Linked DNA regions of Pan troglodytes: region 1 is linked to region 2. Evidence: chromatin contacts called from public HiChIP or PLAC-seq data. All regions are on one chromosome and are shown on one strand. Each heading gives the region's core, a stretch centred on a gene start, on an enhancer-like site or on the middle of the called end of the contact. The rest is flanking DNA. Distances are from core to core; before and after follow the strand shown. Region 1 has its middle 94 kb from the start of ZBTB10. Region 2 has its middle 210 kb from the start of TPD52.

What was found. HiChIP or PLAC-seq counts read pairs in DNA pulled down with a chosen protein or histone mark.
Region 1: an H3K4me3 HiChIP or PLAC-seq map of stem cell-derived excitatory neurons shows a contact between it and region 2, with 4 times the contacts expected there. The contact joins two enhancer-like sites. A contact is called at or near these places in 1 of 7 Hi-C or Micro-C datasets (induced pluripotent stem cells) and 1 of 1 datasets of contacts at active chromatin or transcription factors (stem cell-derived excitatory neurons).

What each region holds. Positions count from the first base shown.
Region 1 is chr7:89,222,321-89,225,780 of NHGRI_mPanTro3-v2.0_pri, forward strand. No RefSeq gene overlaps it. Among named protein-coding and RNA genes, the nearest start is that of ZBTB10, 94 kb to the left of the region's middle. Within about 2 kb of position 1,296, at least 18 of the 24 cell types and tissues checked have an H3K27ac peak or open chromatin away from gene starts, as enhancers often do. A contact at or near this core is called in stem cell-derived excitatory neurons, where this site is marked.
Region 2 is chr7:88,884,127-88,887,607 of NHGRI_mPanTro3-v2.0_pri, forward strand. No RefSeq gene overlaps it. Among named protein-coding and RNA genes, the nearest start is that of TPD52, 210 kb to the left of the region's middle. Within about 2 kb of position 2,010, at least 10 of the 24 cell types and tissues checked have an H3K27ac peak or open chromatin away from gene starts, as enhancers often do. A contact at or near this core is called in stem cell-derived excitatory neurons, where this site is marked.

The DNA of each region.
Region 1 (3,460 bases), core at 46-2,545, 340 kb after region 2:
TTTTCTCTTTGCTTTTTATAATGGTTTTTAAAATAAAATATACAGCACTTATCTATAGATTTTCTCTGGAAATACTCATGTCTGAAATAAGCTTTTTTTCCACACCTTTAACACCACGTCATAAGAGCTATTCAAAAATGCCTTTCTGAATGTAATTGTTGTCCATTTCTGTGGCAAACTCTATGAGAGCAAGGATCGCGTCCGGTTCGCCAGCTTTGTGAAATATCTTGTGCAAGCTGACGCTTAGCAAACAGTACTTAAGAATGATGATCTGTTTGTGACTCGGCTTCTCCCAAAAATTTTCAGCTGGTTATCAGAAAACATTGTTTAAAATTCCAAGCTTAGCATTAGTAATATGTTTTCTCCACGAGGTCCCTGATTTGGGGTGAGGGGTGGACTGAAAATGAAAACCCACATCACCTTTCTAATAGTTGTGTAACGGAAAATATTCTCTGGTGAAAACACTCCAGGCGAAAGCAAGCCTTAGCTCGGAATTCCCTCCGCGGCCGGCGCCTCCCCTCCGGGGGCCTGGCTCGCAGCCCGTGGGGACGAGGGTCTGCACGTCCCCGGGGGACTGAGGGCTGCTCTGGGTGAGGATGGGAAGGCGGGTGCCGCTTCCGAGGGCTCCTCTCGCCAAGGGAGAGAGCCCTAGGCCCGTTCCCGGGGCGCTGCTCTTCCCGGGCTGGGGTGGGCTGCAGCGGCGGCAGGACCTCGCCCCCTCCCGGCCGCCCGCACCCCCGCGCCTCCTCCTAGGGCCCGGTGTCCCACGGGCCTGCCGCGGTCCCCGCCCTCTCCGGCTCCCGCGACTCCCTCCCCCAGGCAGCTGGGGCAGGAATTCGGCTGGAGAATCTGGCCCGGGCACCCGGCCCTGGAGGGCTGGACTGGTTCGCCCGGGGCCGCGCCCTCATCCCCGCTCCTACCCGGCTCCCCGTCCCGCGCTCCTCCCAGCTCTGGCTCCCCCACTCCTTCCCCTCTCCCGCCGGCGCTCCCCGCCTCTGCTCCTCCCGCTCCCCCTCCCGCGCTCCTTCTCCCTGCCCCCCATCCACGCCGCCGCCCCTGGTCTTTCTTCCAGCCCCAGCTCCTCCCCTGCGCCCCTTCTCCCTGCTCCCCTTCTCCCTGCTCCCCTCCTCGCCCTTCCTCCCCTGTTCTCCTTCTCCTCTGCTCCCCTCCTCCCCTCCTCCCCTCCTCCCCTCCTCCCCTCCTCCCCTCCTCCCCTTCTCCCCTCCTCCCCCGCTCCTCTTCCCCGTTTGCGGAGCTCCCACGCTGTTGCTATGGAGGCGCCCGCGGCTGTTCGCGGCCAGGCGGGAGCTGCCCTGGGGCCCCGGGGACGAAGCAGGGACTCTGCCCAAGGCTCGGGCGCCTCGCCCCACTGGGGCCCAGGAACAAAGCGCGCCCTCCCCCACCCCGGGAGTGCGCTGTGAGACCCTCAGGCGTCCCGGGCCCCGAGGCTTAAGACCACCGCGAATCTGCTCGCCCCCAACCTCTGTGGGCAGGACCCCTGGGGCCGGGGTGACAGCTGCGCTCTACCGCGCTACCTTCCTGGCCCCCCGAAGATCACTCCCGCTCACCCCATCCCGGAGGTGTCACTGGGGCCGGGGGACGGCCAGATGGCCCCATTTAACAGGACTATCCGTTTTGTTGGGGGCCGAAGCAGCGTCCAGGCCAATTTACATAGAAAAATGGGGTTTGTGTCCCCAATTCAGTGCAGTGCCCCGACAGCTGGTGGCTCTGTCATCATGTCAGGACCCCACAGCATGATGTTTAAAGTGGCTTTATCTGTGCAGATGTGTGAGTGTGAATAGCAATTGATTGGGAACCAGTAGCTACTAGGTCTGGCTTGGAGATATTAAGCGTTCACAGAGGAAATTTTATCAGCCCGGTCACCGAATAAGAGCCTAGACGGGAAAAGGCCTGCTGAAGACTTCTGATGCTCTCCTGCAGACCTTTTAGCTTATCATTTTATTCAGAAGTCTAAAAAGCCAAATTGTTTGGGTCTGAGGAGGGCTTTGAAATCCTTAACTATTTACAGCTTGGTCGTTGCTTGTAAAAGTTGTGAGGCTGAACATAAAAACGGTTTAAGGAGGACTGCTAAGACTTAAAAAAAATGATGAAAGATCTAATCTAATTCATTTTATTGAACTACTTTGACTCAGTTGGTTTGTGTCCAGAACGATAGCCTGTAATAGCCTGAAAGTTATCATTTGTTTAGTTTGGAATCAGTAGCTTAAACATGTGTACTTAAATTGCAGCATGTTAGAACAGGGAGTAACTTTCTTATTTTATTAGTGAAGAATTTGAGGCTCAGAGAAGTTAAGTGATTTTCCCAAGATCACACAACTCTGTGAAATATGATCTAAATTGTTCAAATCCATACAGGACAAAGGAAGAGGACATTTGAAAAGACAGTAGTTTTAGAAGCCCTTGAAAATACCTCCATCAAGAAGCTCTGGATCTGCAAGGGGTGGGGGCTTTTGAATTAAAAAAAAAAAAAGAAAGAAAAGCAGCAGCTACTCTTGCACCTTTCCCCCAGTACGCTGGAGCCACCAACAGGTAACTGCCTAGAAGACAAGGGATCCAGAGGAATTTTTTTCCTGCACCTTTATACATTCATCATCTTTGACTGAGACTGTATTGGAAACAATTCTAGCCACTAAAATTTTCTGGAACTGTGCTCTGGGACTAGTGACTTTGTTTCCACAGAAGCCATCATTTTGTAACAAAGATGGAAAGTATAATATATGTTTAGGATTTGCAGGAAATGGGAAATTGAAGCTGGGCTGGGACTTTCTTAGTCCCCATTTTTAGGTAGGAGGATATAAGGACTATTATGGAACCTGCATTCACATTACCAGAGGGTAGAGTAGTTAATTTGGAGAGGCTTTTTTTGTTTGTTTTTAGACAGGGTCTCACTCTGTCACCCAGGCTGGAGTGCAATGGTACGATCATAACTCCTTACAGCCTTGAATTCCTGGGCTCAAGTGATCCTCATGCCTCAGCCTCCCAAGTAGCTGGGACTACAGGTTCTCACCACCACACTGGCTTACTTGGGAAGGGATTGGAGCTCCCCAGAACAACAGCATTACCTACCTTTATAATAATTTAAAATAATCTTTGAAAGATGGTCTTTTTCTTTTTCTTTCTTTTTTTTTTGAGACGGAGTCTCGCTCTGTCACCCAGGCTGGAGTGCAGTGGCACAATCTCGGCTCACTGCAAGCTCCGCCTCCTGGGTTCACGCCATTCTCCTGCCTCAGCTTCCCGAGTAGCTGGGACTACAGGCGCCCGCCACCACACCCGGCTAATTTTTTGTATTGTTAGTAGAGACGGGGTTTCACTGTGTTAGCCAGGATGGTCTCGATCTCCTGACCTCGTGATCTGCCCACCTCGGCCTCCCAAAGTGCTGGGATTACAGACGTGAGCCTCCGCGCCCGGCCGAAAGATGGTCTCTTTACATCAAGAAGTG
Region 2 (3,481 bases), core at 760-3,259:
CCTGAGCATCATTCCATTTTGCCAGATTTCAGTAGCCGCATCAGAGCTCTGGTTTCAGTAACCATGGTGTCAGCTGTGGGACTCTGGAGGCATCCAGCACGAGGAGTGTAGACTCTTCCAGCCTCAGTTCCGGCTTCTGTAAGTGAGGTAAGTGTATCCGGGGCTACCCCTTCGGATATACATGTGCATTCCTGGCACTCAGGTTCATAGCAGGGGAGTGGCCTCTGTCAAGGGTGAAGAAGCCCATCAAGGAAGATGGGACATCATGTGGAATGACATCATTTATACCCCAAGCAAAGGAAGCAGGATGTGTGGATAACATATATATATATATAAATATAAAATATTACATTACAATATAACATAATCAGTGTAATAACAAATATGTATAGGACACTGTGGGTGGACCTAATGAAGGCCCTGTGTACAACTAACCAAGTTGACACTGCACATCTCCAAGCCACAGAACTGTGCAGTGTCTAAGGTGGCCCTGTACCTAACCAGTTATATGTTATTAGCCCCATGTTAAGAGGCAGTGGCATATTGTAGTGGACACTATGCACATTTAAAAGTATCTGCTGTGTGATCTTGGGCAAATTCTAATTGACGTTCTGTAAAATGGGAATATTACCTATTTTAATGTATTGTCGCATTGTGATAATACATGCAATGGCTTACCCAGCACTATTTCAGATACATAGTAAATGATTTTTTAAAATGTTAGCAGATGTATTTAAGCACAGGGAAACAAACCCAGAAAGAATGATTTGACCACATCAAAACCAATGACAAAAGTGAAGCCCGAGCCTGAATCTTCTGATTTTCTATCCACCAGTGGGTTTTCTCCCAAGGAAGCAATTCCCAAGACAAGAATTGTTTGAGAAAACTGCAACTGGATTTGCCTGTACATGCAGCAGTAAACTTCAGTGAGCACCTGACCCTATTTTCAGGAGCAGCAGAAAGGCACATTTACTCCACACAGGTAAGAAGTGGTTTTCCTCCTCTGTAGCCCTCCTTTCCCCGGCCTTCCATTGGAGATCGGAAAGTCTTAGGAAAATGAGAGAGTATGGGTCACTATTTTCTATTTTCAAGTTTTCAGATCTTTAATCTGCAAATTTAGGTGATCCCAGCTCCGGAAAGAGCATCACACTTTTATTTATTTATTTATTTATTTTTTTGAGACAGAGCCTCACTCTGTCGCCTGGGCTGGAGTGGAATGGCACAATCTCGGCTCACTGCAACCTCGACCTCCCGGGTTCAAGTAATTCTCCTGCTCCAGCCTCCTGAGTAGCAGGGACCACAGTACAGGCAGCGCCACCACGCCTGGCTAATTTTTGTATTTTTAGTAGAGACGGGGTTTTGCCATGTTGGCCAGGCTGGTCTCCTGACCTCAAGCTATCTGCCCACCTCGGCCTCCCAAAGTTCTGAGATTACAGCATGAGCCACCACGCTGGCCACTTTTGACTTTTTTGACCAGCAAGCTTCCATCTGGAGCCTAGGCTCTCTTCTTTAGGTGCCCACAGCCCCAGGGGTGCACAGGCTGCTGAGCAGCTGCGGGCCCGCGGGGCTGGGAGCCCACCAGGGCTGCGTGTCCTGTGTGGCGCACAGTCCCAGTCATCCTAGGAGGCAGCCCTGAGTTCACACCTTCTCGTTCCTCTTTGTCAGAGCTCGGTTAGTGAGTGGGACACTAAAATAGCACTGCAAACATAATGAGAAAATGAAAACTGAGTTTACCAGAACTGCTTTCAGAGAAAGAGCTGGAAGCGTTGGAGGGAATTCTTTGATAAGCTGCTTTGAGATGTGGTGGTGGGGGTGATACTCTCATGGGGGCAAACCTAATCTGTAACAGCAAAAGATCACCAAGCTGCCTTCCAAAAATGTCCCTGGATTGCAAGGCTGTGTTTTCCCAAGAGAATGGAAATTTGCCTTCAAAGGAGAGTTTGGTCACTGTCCCCAGGGAGGCTTCTTCGCAGTCTTTGAACATTCGGCAGGAAACCTATCAGTGTCCGGGTGGCTACCTATTAACCCGCCCTGATTATTAACTGTGCCCAGGTCGAGACAGCATCAGGGTTGTGGTTCTACCAGGCCGTCTCTTTGCAGTCCTCGGCTTCTGTCAAAGTTGAACGCCATCCACCTCCCTTTTGGTTCCAGCCACAGAGGCGTGCCTTCCACAGAGGCGTGCTCCGCAGCGCCGCCCTCCAGCACTCCGCGCATCGGCCCAGGGTGCTGCCTGGCTCCCAGGCGCCGCCCTGCGGCCCCGCGCGTCCGCCTTTCCCTTCAGCCAGCCCCTGTGCTTCCCAGGACTCTGTTCTGGGCTCTGTCCTCCGCCCAGGATTGAGAGTCAGGGAATACAGAGAGTCTCTAGCCACTGTTGTTGGAGAGACCGACAAGGAGATGTCTCAAATGCCTTCGGGTTCTCTTCCCTTTTTTCTTCCACCACGGTTGCAGGCTGAGAGAGAGTCTCAATGACAAGAATATTATGATTCAAGGGAAGCTTCAGTCAAGGGTAGGGAGGAAATACAGCAGAACACTGGAGAGAAAAAGAAATAATCTGGCATTAAAAATCAAGTTGCTTTTTGTTTGTTTGTTTGTTTGTTTTGAGACAGGGTCTCACTTTTGTTGCCCAGGCTGATCATGGCCCATTGCAGCCTCAACCTCCCAGGCACAAGCGATCCTCCCATCACAGCCTCCTGAGCAGCTGGGACCAAAGGTGTGCACCACCAGGCCTAGCTAGTTTTAAAAAATATTTGTGGAGATGAAGTCTCACTATATTGCCCAGGCTGGTCTCTAATTCCCTGCCTCAAGCAGTCCTACCACCTCACCTTCCCAAAGTGCTGGTATTACAGACATGAGCGACTGTGCCTGACCAAAAGTCAACATTAAACAACAAATCTTGGCCAGGCACAGTGGCTCATGCCTGTAATCCCAGCACTTTGGGAGGCCGAAGTGGGCAGATCACTTGAGGTCAGGAGTTGGAGACCAGCCTAGCCAACATGGTGAAACCCCGCCTCTACTAAAAATACAAAAATTAGCTGGGTGTGGTGGCACATGCCTGTAATCCCAGCTGAGGCATTAGAATCGCTTGAACCTGGGAGGCAGAGGTTGCAGTGAACCAAGATCTCACCACTTTTATCCAGCCTTGGCAACAGTGAGACTCTGTCTCAAAACAAACAAACAAACAAACAAACAACAACAAAAAAAAAACAAATGTCCACAAGATTGCAGGATCCCTTCCAAGGATCACACTTATTGTGAGGGTAGTGGGCATAGGGACTTGGCTGGAAAGAATGAAAAACAGAGACTGTAACCCATTCTTGGTGAATAAGGTTGTCTTATACCTGTATATCCTTTCCAACAAACCTGAAAACACTTGACAGGACTTAGATTTGATTTCTGAAAATCATTCATTTTTTTTTCTTGAGACAGAGTTGCCCAGGCTGGAGTGCAGTGGTGCGATCTCAGCTCACTGCAACCTCTGCCT